Linked DNA regions of Sus scrofa: regions 2 and 3 are each linked to region 1. A link is a contact called in public Hi-C and HiChIP or PLAC-seq data. All regions are on one chromosome and are shown on one strand. The core of a region is the stretch at or near the end of the contact, and the rest is flanking DNA. Distances in the headings are between cores, read along the strand shown. Region 1 holds the start of RPS6KA3 (ribosomal protein S6 kinase alpha-3). Region 2 has its middle 90 kb from the start of RPS6KA3. Region 3 holds the start of EIF1AX (eukaryotic translation initiation factor 1A, X-linked).

The links. A called contact is a pair of places that touch in the nucleus more often than the background predicts. HiChIP or PLAC-seq counts read pairs in DNA pulled down with a chosen protein or histone mark.
Region 2: a contact with region 1 is called in an H3K27ac HiChIP or PLAC-seq map of alveolar macrophages. The contact joins the enhancer-like site here to the promoter of RPS6KA3 in region 1. A contact is called at or near these places in 2 of 5 promoter capture datasets (fetal liver and liver), 4 of 47 Hi-C or Micro-C datasets (alveolar macrophages, psoas muscle and skeletal muscle) and 2 of 2 datasets of contacts at active chromatin or transcription factors (alveolar macrophages and skeletal muscle).
Region 3: a contact with region 1 is called in a Hi-C map of skeletal muscle, with 4 times the contacts expected there. The contact joins the promoter of EIF1AX here to the promoter of RPS6KA3 in region 1. A contact is called at or near these places in 1 of 5 promoter capture datasets (liver), 4 of 47 Hi-C or Micro-C datasets (heart right ventricle, retroperitoneal adipose tissue and skeletal muscle) and 1 of 2 datasets of contacts at active chromatin or transcription factors (alveolar macrophages).

Annotation. Positions count from the first base shown.
Region 1 is chrX:16,575,211-16,578,193 of Sscrofa11.1, forward strand. It overlaps RPS6KA3 (ribosomal protein S6 kinase alpha-3), which reads right to left and starts at 1,644. Exons shown (of 24, transcript XM_021080348.1): 1 at 1,435-1,644.
Region 2 is chrX:16,665,831-16,668,574 of Sscrofa11.1, forward strand. No RefSeq gene overlaps it. Among named protein-coding and RNA genes, the nearest start is that of RPS6KA3, 90 kb to the left of the region's middle. Within about 2 kb of position 1,456, at least 5 of the 83 cell types and tissues checked have an H3K27ac peak or open chromatin away from gene starts, as enhancers often do. A contact at or near this core is called in alveolar macrophages, fetal liver and skeletal muscle, where this site is marked.
Region 3 is chrX:16,448,006-16,450,844 of Sscrofa11.1, forward strand. It overlaps EIF1AX (eukaryotic translation initiation factor 1A, X-linked), which reads right to left and starts at 1,576. Exons shown (of 7, transcript NM_001243218.1): 1 at 1,348-1,576. The coding sequence starts at 1,363.

The DNA.
Region 1 (2,983 bases), core at 394-2,893:
GCCCCCCCCCCCCGCCGGTTCCCGCGCCCGCTCCCAGCAGAACAGCAGCCCCCGCGCGCTCCCCCACTTCCGCTCACAACATGGCGCCTAAGCGATACCTGTCTCTCAGAGCGAGGCTCGGGCGCCGCCGCCACCGCCGCGCGCACCCGGGGGCGGGGCCTGGGAAGACACGCCCCCGGCCGCGGCACTCCACTTCTCCCTCCTTCCTCGCCCCAGCTTCAGCTTTTGGGCCTCGCCTACTTTCGGAAAGGCTGAGCCGTAGAGATCTGGGGGCGTCGGCGGGAGGTGGGGGGAAAAGAGGCGAAAGGGAGGAGGTGCGAAAGGCTCGGAGTTTCTAAGCGCCCTGCGTCCTAGCAGATCGAAGGCTCCTCGGGGATGTAGAGAACAGTGGTCCCCGCCCAACTAGGGAGGAGATGGGCGAGGCGCAAGGACTCGGGGAGGGGGCACGGGGTTGTCTTTTCGTCCTGATTATTCCGTGGGTGCATGTGGGCGCGCCAAGGCTATGGACGTATGCCGTAAAGACCCAGAACCCGCCCTCTCCAGGGTCATTCGATGGGCATTCACCTGCCCCTTCACCATCCCGCCCCCCCTCCCCCAGGACTGGGAGACTGAAGGCATCGTGCCCTGGTAGTCGCCTGAGGGTTCGGCTCTCCCTTTGATTCAAGGCTCTCCAAGTTGACGCTCTTGTGTTATATTTTTAATATTTGGAGTTAGTTGGTCTTGCATGAGTCGACACCTCCCCCTCCAAGGCCGCAGAACCCTCGGGCTTCAGGCTCTACCCTCGAAGCGCACCCCCACCCCCGTTCCCCGTTGCTTAAATCTTCATGAAGGAGAAAACAAGGAGGTTCTTTAAGGCTGCCCCTCTCGGCAGAGGTCGGGGAATTATTTTAAAATATCTTGTTGGCAGGAGCCCGGGGTTCCTGCTCTTCTGTTGACTTTAAATAAAAGATTAGATTAAAAATCAGGTTGGCGGTGGGTGGAGGAGGGGAGAGAGGGAGGGGTTCTAACTCCTCCTGCCCGAGATAGGGAAGCCCCAGGTTAAGGAAACCCAAGCCCCAGACGGCGACGGAGCGCAGGAGGACAGGGAGAGCTCAAGGGAAGAGGCCTGGGCGACTGGAGTGGCTCGGGCGGGAGGGGAGGTTCGACCCCTTGTTTCCCGCGCCAGGTGCCGTGGCGAGCTCAGTGCGCCAGGGGAGAAATGTACAAAAGTCGCCGGGCTGAGTGGAAAGCTACTGCAGCCATTGGCTAACCGCCTTACAAGGAGACGGAAAAAAAGTAAAGGGAAACCTCCAGGCCGGCCAATGCCTCCATCCCCTCAGGCCTCGGCCCAGGCGTCCCGAGCCTCCCACGCCCCGCGACCACAGCGCGTCCCCCGCTGCGCTCCCGGTGCACGCCTTTTAACAGCTTTCTTTCATCCTCCCAGGACCCACACACCTGGAGAGCCCTCGCCTTCCTCCCTAACGCAGGTGTGAGGACGAGATTAGAGCTCCACACCTAGCCGGCCAGTCTGCGCGGGCGGAGCAAGGTTTCCCGCTGGCCAGAGAGAGCCAGGTGTTAGGCTCTTTCTCCTGCCTTTGCGGGCACGCCCCTGGGCACAGGCTCGGGAGGCCCGGGAGCCTCGTGGCCACCTGAAGAGGCTTCATCTGTTCAGGCGGCCCGAGGAGGCGGCCGGAAATACTCGCTGCGCGCCCTCTCCCGCAGCCTTGGACTCAGGGGGACAGCTCAGGGTTGAGCAACATCTGGGCAGGCTCAGCGTGGTCTGTGGGGTGGGGGTGGGGAGGACTGAGCTCGTGATTCTGTCACCTCCCCCAACATGCTGATTCAAGTGCTGCAAATCCAATCTGGACCCAAAACTCAGCTAATTTGGCAGCCACCGTCTTTGTAATTCTTGACGGTGAAACCAGCTTGCCAAAGTTGGAAAAGATAGGGAGTTGTGTATTGTTTTGCATTTATGTACAAAGTGCCTCATTTATCTTACATTTATATTGCAAAGCCACATTACCATTCCTTACAGCGAAAAGAAGTTGGTCAATTTCGTTAGTTTAAGGTAAGTTACCCCCCCAACAATGCTCAATTATTCCAATTAACATTCTTTCTTTAGTAAAACATACATAGTTGAAAAGAGAGTTATTATGTGTCTAACACCGCCCAGCGTTAATTACTCCACTCAAAGAGTGAACTAACCTTTTTTAAGTAAATCAAATTGTATATTGAAAAGCTGATTTCAGTATCAACTTTTATTCATTTCTTTTTATCTTGAAAACTAGAGAAATAACTTAAAACAGTGAGTTGATCTGTAAAAGTAATGTGAACAGTGGTCATATTGCAGGAATTAAGCATTAAAGTAACTTAATAATGGGCCAAACTACCAGTAGCACAGCTGTCTTGCAGATAAAATCAACTTGATAAGTATTTGTGAATTGATTTGGGGAAAACACTATTCTCCTTCCTTTTGGCCGAAAAGAAAAGAAAGTGATTTTTTTTTTCCTTTTGGTTAACAATATTTTTAAAATTTATTTCATTCATTTATTAAATCCAAGAGCAGTGCAGCCACTCTTTCTGGCTGAGAGAATTTGGGGAAATCTGGGGGATTTTTCTTAGGTGACAACCAAAAGATTTATTTGAATGTAGAAGGTGATTTTACCCTGGGCAGGATTACTTTTTTTTTTTTTCCTGTTTAAGAAATGAAAATTCTTAGTTCTTTAAAGAATAGCTGCCTCTAGAGATCACCTGTGCAAGCTAATATGTTAGCCCCTAGCCACACAGTGATTCTTGATCAGTGAAAGTTGGCTGGTCGCTATTGAGACACGCTGTAAGTGTAATATTCACACCAGATTTTAAAGACTTAGTACCCCCAAAAAATGTAAAGTATCTTATTAGTAATTTTTGTAATGACTACAAATTGAAATGATATTTTCAATGTATTGAGTTAAATAAAATACGTTGCTAAAATTAATTTCCTGTTTCTTTTTATTTTAATGTG
Region 2 (2,744 bases), core at 206-2,705, 90 kb after region 1:
TGAATAAACATTTTTTTGCCAAAATGGTACTCATTTTTATGAAATTCAATCTGGAATCATCCTTGGGGATTTTGAAAGATGCAGTTCACTTTTTAGAACCTGGCTTTGGAAAATATTTTGGCTTGGCATTGTAGATATTTTGTTTTTAATCTGACAAATCTTTTCAACTCTCATTACTAGTTTTTCTTTCACCAGAAGGAAGGAGGTGTGCTAAATATTTTCCAAATCGATTTCTTAGAAACAAAACAGTTTGTTTTACTAACTGCCGAGGAAAGCCTAAGTAAGAGCTATGCTTGCGATAGTACGAATAGATTTCGGAGCGCTTTCTCTCTTTTTTGACATATCAGATTTCAATGGCATAAACTGCCATTTCGGGTTCAAAATTTGTTTTTTTAGTTCCCTTTAACACCTTACTCTTAATTTCCACCAATGTTACACCTACACAGATGGCAAATACTGAGAAGTGTTATCAATACTGTTTCCACAGAGCAGGGAAGCTGTCAAATGTTGACGGAAGGGAAGAATTTGGTCTTTATAACAGACTAGTGGGTCTTCGCTGTCTCAGCAATTAGGATTCAAAAATCCTCAGTCCTGTATATCACCCCATGAAAGTGCAAAATAAAAATAGGAATTGTTGCTGCTTTAGCATATGTAGGTACACATTAATTCAGGTAAGAAAGGAATGTGTTACCTAAGGCCAGAGAGGTTACTTCCATTACCCTGGGCAGGAGCTTTAACTGGAAGGGCACTTTCTAAATTTCCGGAGGAGCCCACAGAAATGACAGACAGTGAAGAGTCACAGACTTTTCTGAACAGAATTTTGTGGCAAAACATGGAAAACAGGGAAAGCATTTCATGTTTTATCCATGTGCTCGGTTTTGCCAATATTGGCTGAATGTTGCATAACAACACAGTAGCTGTACTTACCGCAGCTGTCGTTTAAGGAATGTGGCAGATTTGCTTGACTTAAAAATTCTTCCAGCAAAAATTCCATTTTTTACTTTAGGAATTTTACTTAGGAATTGGGGCGAAGGCTCAGAAAAACGCAGACTTGAATGCCCAGTGCTATTTTCCTGTCCCATCCGCTTCCCTGCTATTTGGGCTCAGGGAGGGCACACTAGGGACGGGACCCCAAGGGGCTGGACGGGCCGAGGGGGAAAACTATGAGCTTCACTCAGGGTGGCGGTGTCTGTGAAGCTGGTGGGCAAAGAGAATCAACTCTGTTGAAGGTGGGGCGGGAGGTGCTCACCCTGAAACAAGGTGAAGGAAAGGACCAAGGCCAGCTGCCTAAGAAGGACTCGGGAAGCCTAGGGTGGGAAAGTGAGCCTGCGGGAATTTTGGAGCCCAAGTGCACTTTCTGTGCAGTGGCCTTTCAGGGTCTCACGGGTGGCGTGGGCATCGAACTCTTCCTTCTCTCCCTTTCCTCACAGCTCCCTTTCACCAGGTGACCTGGTGTGGAACTCTGAAAATCTAAGAGCTCACCCATCTGGAATGTGAAGAGGCAGCATCTAGATAAGAGGGTTTGGATTACAGGAGTGAAATGAGGCTGTTTTTTCCTTTTTTTTTTTTTTTTTTTTTTTTTACCTCCTATCGACTTGGTTGATCAAAAAAAAAAATGTTGTCCAATCTACCTCACAAATATTTACCATTTTAACCACTTTTAAGTGCACAGTTTTGTGGCATAAAGTACACTCGCATGGCTATGCAGCCGCCACTAGCATCCATCTCCAGAACGTTTTCATCTTCCCAAGCTGAAACTCTGTCCCCCTTGCACCGGAACTCCCGGGTCCCCTTTGCCCCCGGCCCCTGGCAACCAGCATTCTGTTTTCTGTCTCTAGGTGCCTCATCTCATCATTTTTGCAAGCATAAAACTCCTTCACTTTGCTCCATACTGGCTGGTTGAGGGCTTGCATTTGACTGTAGATACTCCTTATGGGGACAGACCCAAGGGGGTCTGTCCAGTTGGGCAAATGCTGCCTGCACCAGGTTGCACATCATCCTGCCTGTGTGCCCGTGTGGACCGGACCGGGGAAGGGGCCAAGGGGAAGCCGCTGTTTCAGGCTGGAGTTTGGGATGGAGACTCCCCTTGTATTTTGGTTACTCACGGGTAGACAGAGGAAGTTGAATTTTAAAAGCTGTTTAATGAGGGAATGGTGAGGGCTGGGCAAACACGATTAGTCACGCAGCTCCCGGCCGAGGTTATTTATTCTCCGGAGAAGCCCAGTGCTGGTGACGGGGATGGATCGCTGATCGAGAAGCTGAGTAAATTTGACCAAGAGGCCTGAACCGAGGGGGAAACTGGTCTCTCTCTGAGGTCTATTGACACTGAATAGAAACGTGGGCTTAATTCCAATTTGTTTCCTAGCAAAATAAATACACAAATATCAAGGGAACTTCCTTGTTTTCAGAAAGAGGAAAGAGTCGAAGCTATTACAAGTATAAAAGGCAAATGAAAAGGAGATGAGTGGTTTTGAGGATACGATAAAAATATCTCGGTAGGCAGTTCCACATAAGTGTAAAAGGATACTCTGAAATCTTTCCCGGCTGCAAGGGCGAGGAGGAGTGAATTACATTCCCCAGAAAGGTTGTGGGTGGGATTATATTCGCGGACATGCTGGGCTTGAACACCGTGTGGACCAAGTCACAACATAAACCTTAGGAAAAACGTGTTCTTTTTTGCTAAAATCACGACAAACTCATCTCTCTTAAAATGCCGACATTATGCTAATAAAGCCTAGAACCAA
Region 3 (2,839 bases), core at 326-2,825, 130 kb before region 1:
AAAAATAAGGGTGAAAACAAGATACCTATCTAAGGGATCCAGTTACCATCTCAGAGGGAATGAAAGATTAGGTTACAGGAAAACCATGACTTCAAAAACTATTTTATCACCCCAATGTTTTCCAGATTAGCAGTAAAGTCCATGCTAAAAAGGCCCTGAAAAGTAAGATTTCTGAGGGCAGCAAGGTGGGGGAGTGTCCTGAGGGAACTGCGCTGAACCCTGCACACAACTGCAACCGAATGCCCCAAGGGATAAAAAGAGTAGTGACAGCCACAAAGAGGAAATGAGGTAGAATCCCTGGACCCAACTGTGAAGTAGAAAAGAGAACAGAGAAGGCCTGGTCAAGGGCAGGGGTCTCAAAGATGAATAACCAGGGGGAAAAAACTGTAACTGCAATGTATACATCTAAGGATGACCTGACCCCCTTGCTGTACAGTGGGAAAATAATAATAAAAAAAAAAAAAAAAGATGAATAATCAAAGGAAACTTGTGGGTTGTGAAGGACAACACTTCTGTAGGAATTACAATGTTCTCCCTGTTTCTACTTCCACAATTTCCTTTGAGAAATTCTAAGAATACTTAAAAGGACAATTTCTTTAGGACTGTTCTGTTTTGACCCAGATTAGGCCTTCCATTTTGGAAATTCCAAATAAACTTATCCTCAAATCTGAGCATTTCTGAATGTTTAGCCTAAGAATGGAAGGAACTTAAAGGTCTTTACTCCCATCCCAACATATACTGATCTAGAGCAAAAGGAGAAAACTTGGCTAAATATGGAACAAGTGTTCTTGGGGGGGGGGGCGTTAAACCGCGTAAAAGGATGGAGAAGAGTAAATCTTTAGGGATGAACCTTAATGAATCAAGGTTTCGTCCACTATTTACAAGGGAGAGGGAGTAGTCTCAATAATACCCAACAACTGTTCATAAAGACACCCATGCTGGCGTACCTGATGGCCACTTAAAGCAGGCATCACCCTCTCAAAGTTAAGAACTGCCGGAAAGGCCAGAAGCGCCCGTCAGAGAAGCCCAGGCCGCCCGTGGGGGCTCTCCCCACAGCTCTTTTTAGTGCCAGGGTCAGTGTGGCGCCAATCCGGAGCAAAAGCACACGTTCTCCCGCAGGAGGCCCTACAAAAATGGCGTCGGCTCCACCCCAATGTGACCAAACTGGAGGGCAGGAGTAACTTCCCAGCTCCTATCCAGAGCCCAGAATCGCGTCCGGATCAACCAGCTGCGTGCACGCAGGGCGGAGAGGAAGGTCACGGCGGCCTAGGCGACCCGGAGGCCGGGGGCAGAGCCGTGGAGACCGAGCCGAGCGGAGTCGTGCTCCCGGGGTCCAGGCGGCATTACCTTTATTCTTGGGCATGGCGGTGACTGCGGCCTCGCGACCTCGCTGACTCCTATCGGGGAGGTGTTGGCGACTCCTCCGGGGGGCGACGGGTGGGACAGCGCAGCAGCAGGCAGGCGCGGGAGACCGGGTCGCGTGCGCGGGAGAGTCTCGCGACCGAGTTCTTCCGAGACCCGCCTGCGCCCACGCTCGGCCGCAGCAAATGGCGTCGCGGCTGCTTGCGTCGCTTTTCCCCGCCTCCCAACGCCAACTGGGCCCGCCCACCTCCCCAGGCCCTACGGCGCAGGCGTGGCTGACTGATGCCTATTGTTAGAGCGGAGGGAGACGCGCTCCCGGAGCTTCCACGGCATTTAGCTCACAGGGGCGGGGCGGTGAGCAGAGTGAAAGCAGAATCTGGGAGGGAGTGGGCGGGACCCAGGCGTCACAGTAAAGGCGGGTTTAGGTAGCGCCCGCTGCTGGCTGACCCCAGACTTCTGCTGCTTTGTGGCAAGCCGGCGAGTCTGGGTTTGAGCTGCTGTTTCATTAACTGCAGTCTCATAGCTCAGTTTTAAAGGGGCCTTTTGATCCGCTCAGTCTGGTTGGGAGTCTGAGAGGAAGGGCTCGGCTTTCCTATCATACCCGTTACCAAAGTGTAATATTTGCGTACATTTGTTATTGTTATAAATATCTGTCCTCCCTACTTCACTGTAAACCTTATTACTCTAATAATAAAGAACATCTACTGCTTACCATTACCAGAATTTAGCAGAATGTGTGGCACATAGTAGGTGATCAATACACATAGGGAGGAAGGGAGGGGAGAAGACAAACTCAGTGTTAGGAGCTGAATTTTATCCTCTTAAAATCTGTTATGTTGAATTCATAACCTCCAATACCTCAGAGCATGTGACTGTATTTAGAGATAGGGTCTTGAAAGAGATCATTTCATCGAAATGAGATAGTTAAGGCAGGCCCTTTAACTGGTGTCTTTATATATAGAGATTAGACACAGGCATAGAGGGGAAGACCTGTGACCAAGGTGGGCAGCTACCTATAAGCCCAGGAGAGAGACCTCAAAAGAAACCAACACTGCTGACACCTTGATCTCAGATTTGTAGCCTACGGAACTGTGAAAAAATAAATTTTTGTTCTTTAAGCCACCGGGTCTGTGGTACTTCGTTGCAGTTGCCCCAGAAAACTAATGCAGCTGACTATGCAGGATGAATAGCTTCACTTTTAGGTAAGCTTATTTAAATAAATCATCTTTCTTCTGACGGGAGGGGGAGGGAGTGGGAGGGATCGGGAGCTTGGGCTTATCAGACACAACCTAGAATAGATTTACAAGGAGATCCTGCTGAATAGCATTGAGAACTATGTCTAGATACTCATGTTGCAACAGAAGAAAGGGTGGGGGAAAAACTGTAATTGCAATGTATACATGTAAGGATAACCTGACCCCCTTGCTATACAGTGGGAAAATAAAATAAATAAATAAATAAATAAATAAATCGTCTT